Regions from separate parts of the Mus musculus genome. Here region 1 is linked to region 2. The links are chromatin contacts, called in public HiChIP or PLAC-seq maps. All regions are on one chromosome and are shown on one strand. Each heading gives the region's core, a stretch centred on a gene start, on an enhancer-like site or on the middle of the called end of the contact. The rest is flanking DNA. Distances are from core to core; before and after follow the strand shown. Region 1 holds the start of Lingo1 (leucine rich repeat and Ig domain containing 1). Region 2 holds the start of Pstpip1 (proline-serine-threonine phosphatase-interacting protein 1).

Region 1 (3,330 bases), core at 578-3,077, 550 kb before region 2:
GGAAGGGAGGAGACTCGTGTGGCCGCCCCACCTCCCCTCCTACCAGTAAGTCCCTCTGCCAAGCCTGCCTCCCACTGGTTTACTCAGCCCTGGAAAGCCATTCAAATTCCCTTTCCACGGTTTACAAGCTGTGTGACCGTGGCCAAGTCACGTAACCTTTCCGAGCCTGGGGTTCCTGCTCTTTATTTTCAGGGGAGTAGTAGTGCCTCTTCCTGAGGTTGTTGGAAGAAGAATGTAAGATGCAAGGAGCATCACTGACACCTGCAGGGAAAGGGCTCTAGGTAGGCCTGAGATATGGACATAGACAGAAGGCAGGAATGTCCCAAGCAGTGGTGTGCCAGTGAGGCTGAGAGGTATCCAAGATCGGTTTCGCTGGAACAGGTTTGTGCAACTCTTTGGACTATGTGTGTAAGGCTGGTCTGTGGAAATCAAGACAGTGCTGGGGGTGGGAACTTGAAGCTGGCCTCTCCAAGCCAGCCAGGTATCTCCGAAATGTCAGTCTGGTTCCTTGGAAGGAGAACGAGGTACTGGGAACGGGATCCTTGCCCACCCCAGAAAGACAGGCCTTGCGCTGGTCTCTTCCTGCCCTGCTCAGCTTCCTTCTTTGCCTGCCTACAAACTATCGGGAGTGCTGAGGTGCTAATGGGGAGAAGGGAACTCTGCCTTGTGGTGTCTTCATTGATGGTTATTCTAATCAATCTGGCATGGTTTTAAGGGGCATCTGGCTTCAAGCAGATGGAAAGAGGTGCAGTAGATAGATGAGGTCCCAACGGGTTGCCTGCCTACACCGCAGCCCTTGCCAGGCCACCCTGCCAGGCTAGTCTCTGATCTGTGGCCCAAGAAGAGTTTGGGTCTCTATGTAAAGGTCTTGTTCTGTGGAGCCATCTGAAGATGTGGTACCCACCAAACTCAGTATTTATTTTAGGGAGTTAGATGGTAAATAGCTAAGCCCAGACCGAGGATCTATACTGCCCTCTGCTGGTCACTTGGTAGAGTGCCACCGTCCGGAGCCTGGCAGATAGGCCTGCTGCCCTCTGCTGGACAGGAAACCCGACGGGGAGGGGACTGGGATGCTAAAGCAGATTCTAGACCTGGCCTCCCGGTAGACCCACTTAGCCAGCTCGGCTTCCACATCCCCTTCCTGTGCTTCCCGGCGGCCGGCCTCACCCTAAGATCCCTAGGAAGCAATGGTGGTGGTGGTGTGGTGTGGTGTGGTGTATGTGTGTGTGTGTGTGTGTGTGTGTGGTGGGGGGTGTCCTGGACATTTCGAGAGGAGGGGTCAAGACCTGACCCTCCTCAAGCTGTCCTCTAAACAACCGTGATCAGGTTGGGGGGTGTGGGGGCTGTCTGTCCACGTGCGTGTGTCGGTCCACACGGCAGTGTGCAGTGACCCCAGTTAACACGTGTGAACACACGCGCTCACATGCACACGCATGTGGCCAGAGACAATCAAACGCGAATGGGTGCACGCACTCTGGGAAGACCGCGGGCTGGGCTGGCTTAAGACTTGCTGGAGCCTGGGACCCAGAGGGGCGCTGCGTGGTGCAGGGCGGGAGCGCGGGGGCGCCGGCCCGGGAGCGTTCTTCGTCTGCGCCCCGCTGCCACTCTCGCTGCGCCCTGGGCGCTGGGCAGCTGCTGGGGCGCTCCTCCATCTTCGTCCGGTTCTCTGAAAGAAGGACCCCCACCCAGGTTTTGCGGCCGCGCCTTCTCTCTCCTCCCCCGCCCGGCTCCAGAGCTCGCTCACTAGCTCCCTCCCTCCCTCCCTCTGTCCCTCCTCCCTCCCTGGCTCGCTGCTCGCTCCTCTCGCTCCCTCCCCACGCCGCGGCAGAGCGCGGAGCCCGAGCGGGAGCCGGCGCGGGAGCCGGAGCGGGCGGCAGCTCAGGAGGCGGCCGGACCTGGACCCGTCCCGGTCCCGGAGCGCGCGGAGTCCCCACCCGCGCCGCTCGGGCCCCTCTCCCGACGCGGGGCTCAGAGCAGCATGCGCGGCAGCTGCCCACCGGTCCCAGCCCTGGCCCCGGCCCCGCTGCAGAGAACGCCCGGCCTCGACCCCGGCCCCAGCGGTAGAGGCGGTGGCGGCCGCTCCCGGCCGGCCCAAGGGACAGAGCCAGGCTCCGGGAGCCCGCAACACTCGTCCTGAGAGCCCCGGCTCCTCAGCCCGCTACGGCCAGGGCCTCGGCCTCCGCCCCCGACTCCCGAGCTCCTGCCCTAGAGTCGACTGGGCTCCCGCCCGCGTGGGACAGACAGACGGACAGCCAGCCCTGCGAGGGCGCGCGGACCGGGCGGAGGTGTTGTAGGAGGAGACCGAGGAGGGGGGCTGGGCTGGGGCTGGGGCCGCGCCGGCAAGAGAGACATGCGATTGGTGACCAAGCCGAGCGGACGGACAGCGCGCCCGAGATGCAGGTGAGCCCCTCCGTCTTGGCCGAGCCCGAGTCGGCAGCCCTGCGGCGAGCTGGGAGCTGGAAGCTGCTGTCGGCCCAGGCTTCACCCTCATGGGGCTATGTAGGGCACCTTGTACCGCCCAGACCCCCTTTGGGGTCGCAGGCCTGACCCTCAAGTTTCAAATGATTTTCCCATTTCCGTTCCGCTGGTCCTAACAGATCCCTGGTTGGCAAGCTGGGACCCGTGGTCAAGGAGAGATCCCTACCATTCCTTTCCATTCCTGCCCTGGTGCCCCCTAAATCATCCTCCCATTCTGGGCAGTGGTCACCCAAGAGGATATGTTCTCTCAGCTCTGGGTGAGTCCCTTTCGGTGGACCAGAGACCACTCCCCAGCCCTGGCTAATACCCTTAAGCTTGAGGACACAGCTAGCAAACAGTTTCTCCCCAGGCTCTAGGATTGCCCCTCTCTCCACAGGAACCTTGTCAGCCTCTTTCTGGCTCCTTTCTCGCTCCGCCTGGATGAAAGGGAGGTGGAGGGCGGAAGAAAAGGGAGGGGGGAGTCCAGTTGAGGAAGACCCAGGAACCTTCGGGGCTCCCCTTTGTCTTCGTTCAGCCGGGCTTCTCACCTCCTCCTGCCCCACTTTTCATTCCTAGGGAAATGGGTGGGAAGTGGGAGCCTGCTGAGAAGGGGGGAGGTGAGGAAGGAGCCTCCTGTGTGTGTCCCCCCAAACGCACCCTATTCGGGTGGGTTTTGGGCTTCCTGCCCTCTAAGACACCCAGATGTTTCTTTCTGGGCGGGTCCCACTTTGAGAAGGGGAGGGGCCAGGCAGGTAGGCAGTCCCCTGGGTCTCTTATTGCTGGGGTCCCTGACCAGCCCCTGACCAGCTCTTGTTGTGGCGGCACCTCCCCTTTGTTCTCAAATGCCCTGTGGTGGGTGGTGTGGCGACTGGG
Region 2 (3,372 bases), core at 340-2,839:
CCAAAGCAGCTGCTTTCATCTGCAGCTCTGGACTGGTCCTACACTCTTCTCTGTAAACACAGGAAAACTGAGGCCCAGACAGGTACAAGGTGCCCTCTCCAGGCAAGGCCCTCTGTCCTCTGTGAAGTCAGTTTCAAGGGAGGAAGGCCACTCATACTTTAGCACAGACCCCAAGCAAAGCTGGCAGAGAGGAAGGAAGGTGGCTTACTAACCCTCATCCTCCTGGCTTTGACCTTAGGAGTGGGCCCTGGGTGAGTAAAAGGTCCTGAGAGTCCCCTGTGGTGTTGGAGAGTTATCCTCAGGAGAAAGACATCCCCAGCTTTAACCAAAAGGTCTCAGCCTTGTGTCTCCAAGGGACAGTCAGGGGTGGAGGAGACTAGGGGAAGCTGAGGGAAAAGTGGAAAAGCAGGAGAGCTGGGCAAGCGCTGTGGCCTCTACTGCCCTCCTGGCTAGGTTTCCTCATCTCACCGGCAAAAAGATTTGTTTTACACCTGCCCTGAATTTGAAACAGCAGGCAGGAAGTTGCCTAGCCCAGCTGCCTTGTTCATGAACCTGAGGTATGCAGAGATCAGAGACTGGGTGAAAGAGTTTTAACTCTGGCAAGGCACCAGGGCTTTACTGCATTGGATCACCTTCAGTTGTCAAATATCTGTACTTATCTCCATTATACAGATGTAGAAACTGAGGCCCAGAGAGAAACAGCAACCGACCCAGCCCTTACAAAGCTGAGACCCGAACCAAACTAAAGTTGGTCTGGTGTCTGGGCTGCTGACTTCTCCCTTGTACACTCCTCCCTATGTATCCTCCTCAAATCCTCCATTAGGCTGTCCTGGTGAGCTCTGCCGCTGGGGCAGCATGCCCCTGAGGAGAAACAGCCTGAGGCCATCCCTCTGGCTGTGGGGGTGATGTCTGTGAGAGAAATTCATTATCTTAGCCAGGGCCCCTCTTTTGCCTTTCATGTCAGTAGAGACTGTGGCCCAGGCCACCTCCATGATAATTAAGACCAAAGTCAAGGCACAATTTTTATGGGGAAACTGTACCCCTATGTCAGTCTCCAAGGTGATTCCTGCCTGGCTGGACCTGTTCGGCAAGCTCACCGCCCCCAGTCGACTCCACTCACCCAGAAGGCATCTCGGAACTGCAGCTGGGCCATCATCCTCCAAGGGCGTCTGTTGTGTCAAATGCTAGCACTCCTGCTTCAAGCAGGGCTGAACATGGGCCAGGAGCCAGGAGCACGTCCCAGTCCCAGCGCGGCTAGCCCAGGCCCTCCCTCCCACTCCCAGCCGGCGCCGTCTGAAACGCTCAGAAGGCAGCCACAAGCCAGAGGCAACTGCCGGAGGAGGAAAAAGGCTCAACCTGTTTTGTTTGGGGCTAGAATCAGCAGCGAAATGAGGAAGGAGCCCTGCCCAGTGATGGAAGGGTGGGCCACGATTTCCAGCCTAGGCTCTCGCCAGCCCCACTGATGGAGGAGGACGCAGGCTGAGGCCCAGGGCAGGCAGCCCAGGTGGCAGGCAGAGGCTGGGAGAGAGGAAGGATGTGCACAGGCCAGGCAGGCAGGCAGGCAGCCTGAGGCCGGCACAGGAAGGTTTGTGCAACCTCCCCCAGGGCAGGCGCAGGGCTCTAACCCACAGGAAGTTGAGCTGCTGAGTTTCTCCTGCACAGCCCCAGCCCCGCCTGCCACCTGCCACCCTGCTGCCTGCTCAAGTCCTGGCCCAGTTTAGCTTTAGAACTAACAAGTTAGGAATCTCATGACTGTTACTCTCGCCGGCCCCAAGAGGTTAGGTTCTTAGGGTCTCACCCCGGAAAAGGACGTCCACCATTCATTCCAACTTTAGCAGTTCATGCCCTAGACTAGGTCCTACCCTCAAGTTGCTCACAGCACGGGGCGGACTCAATTGCGGTCCTGGTCCCGGGGCTATGAGAGTGGAGACTTGTTTTGAGAAGGTAACTAGCTAAGGGACCTCAGTGTGATGAGGCACGGGTCCTTGACCCCGTGCAAATCTTCACCCATTCCATCTTCAGTTCATAACTGTGATAGAGGGAGACAGGAGTCTGGAGACTCAGGCTCAGCTTTTGTTTAGTTTGGATTCTGCCCTTCACTAGTGGACGGACCTTGATTGACCTAACTCAGAGCCTCAGCCTCCCCATCTGTCACTTCCAGTCTCTGGGAAAGTGTTTCGTATCAAGAATGCCTCTGGAATTTCTCTTTGTAGGGCAAGCAGGTCCTGGGGAACCCTTTCCAGACAGGGTTTGCCCACTCAGCAGAAGAGGCCTCTGGAGTCCTGAGCCCGGGGTGGGCTGGTGAAAAGAATGAGTCAGAGACTGTCCACAAATCACCACCCTTACCGAGGCTTACCTTAGGACCAACTGGGTTGATCAGACAGCTGAGTTCCCAAGTGTGGGTTACACGTGCCAGGGCTTAAAGAGAGGCACACCCAGGCTTCCCTAAACACCCCCAAGAAGAAGCACAGCAGGCCTGCTGCTGGAAGCCCTTCTCTCTAGAATCCCGGGGCTTGAGCTAATGAGCATCTTTTAAAAAGAGATTCATTTCTAATTTTTATTTGCGTGATATGTGTGTGTGCTAGGTATGTACAGATGCCTGTAGAGGCTAGAGGAGGGCATCCAATCCTTTGGAGCTGCCTAATGTAGGTGCTAGGAATCGAACTCTGATCCTTTAGAAGAACACCAGTCACTCATAACCACGTGGTGTAAGTTACCTTAACCCTACAGGCCCTCTGCTGAAGCTACTTTTATTGTTACAGATTGGCCAACTCAACATCTCCATCTGTAAAATGGGATGAAACCTTGAAATCAGAAAGCAGACCAGAGTCCTTTGTTACCAGGAGCCTTGTTTTAACTGACAGGAAAAGCCCAAGCTGGGGTCCCTGCTGACCTCTCCAGGAATCTCTTCCCTTCAGTCTGCTGGGTGAGTCCAGCCCCCACCCCACCCCCAGAGTCTACACCTCCAGATGCAGCCACATCAAAAGAAGAAAGGGAAAACCCAAGTTGTCTTCTCCAAAGTCCTGTTCGTCAGCCTCTTGGGAGATCTTCCCTGGTATCTCATTGGCTAAGAATAGATGGTACTTCAGCATCATCACCATCACAGCAGACCCTTGGGGCTGTCATAGATGCTGGAGAAAGTTACAGTGACCATGAGACCCCCCCCTCCTCAGCTTAGAGCCACAAAGAATGCTGGTGACAGGTCTGCCAGGAGAGGAGGCAGATCTGGTTTCTACCCTAATGGAATTACAGGCAAGTTCCAGAAAGATCTCTCCTTATTGAGTGGAACCAGAAGACAGTGTTGTGATGAGAAGGAGGTAAATGAAGAGGGGGTGGGGAGAGAGTTGCAAGGACGGTTAGAGGCCTGGATGG

The links. HiChIP or PLAC-seq counts read pairs in DNA pulled down with a chosen protein or histone mark.
Region 1: an H3K4me3 HiChIP or PLAC-seq map of embryonic stem cells shows a contact between it and region 2, with 19 read pairs. The contact joins the promoter of Lingo1 here to the promoter of Pstpip1 in region 2. A contact is called at or near these places in 1 of 39 promoter capture datasets (liver), 1 of 484 Hi-C or Micro-C datasets (regulatory T cells), 4 of 115 datasets of contacts at active chromatin or transcription factors (embryonic stem cells, fibro-adipogenic progenitors and stem cell-derived neural progenitor cells) and 2 of 9 other capture datasets (embryonic stem cells and liver).

What each region holds. Positions count from the first base shown.
Region 1 is chr9:56,634,145-56,637,474 of GRCm38.p6, reverse strand. It overlaps Lingo1 (leucine rich repeat and Ig domain containing 1), which reads left to right and starts at 1,827. Exons shown (of 2, transcript NM_001311076.1): 1 at 1,827-2,400. The coding sequence starts at 2,395.
Region 2 is chr9:56,088,193-56,091,564 of GRCm38.p6, reverse strand. It overlaps Pstpip1 (proline-serine-threonine phosphatase-interacting protein 1), which reads right to left and starts at 1,589. Exons shown (of 15, transcript NM_011193.3): 1 at 1,121-1,589. The coding sequence starts at 1,156.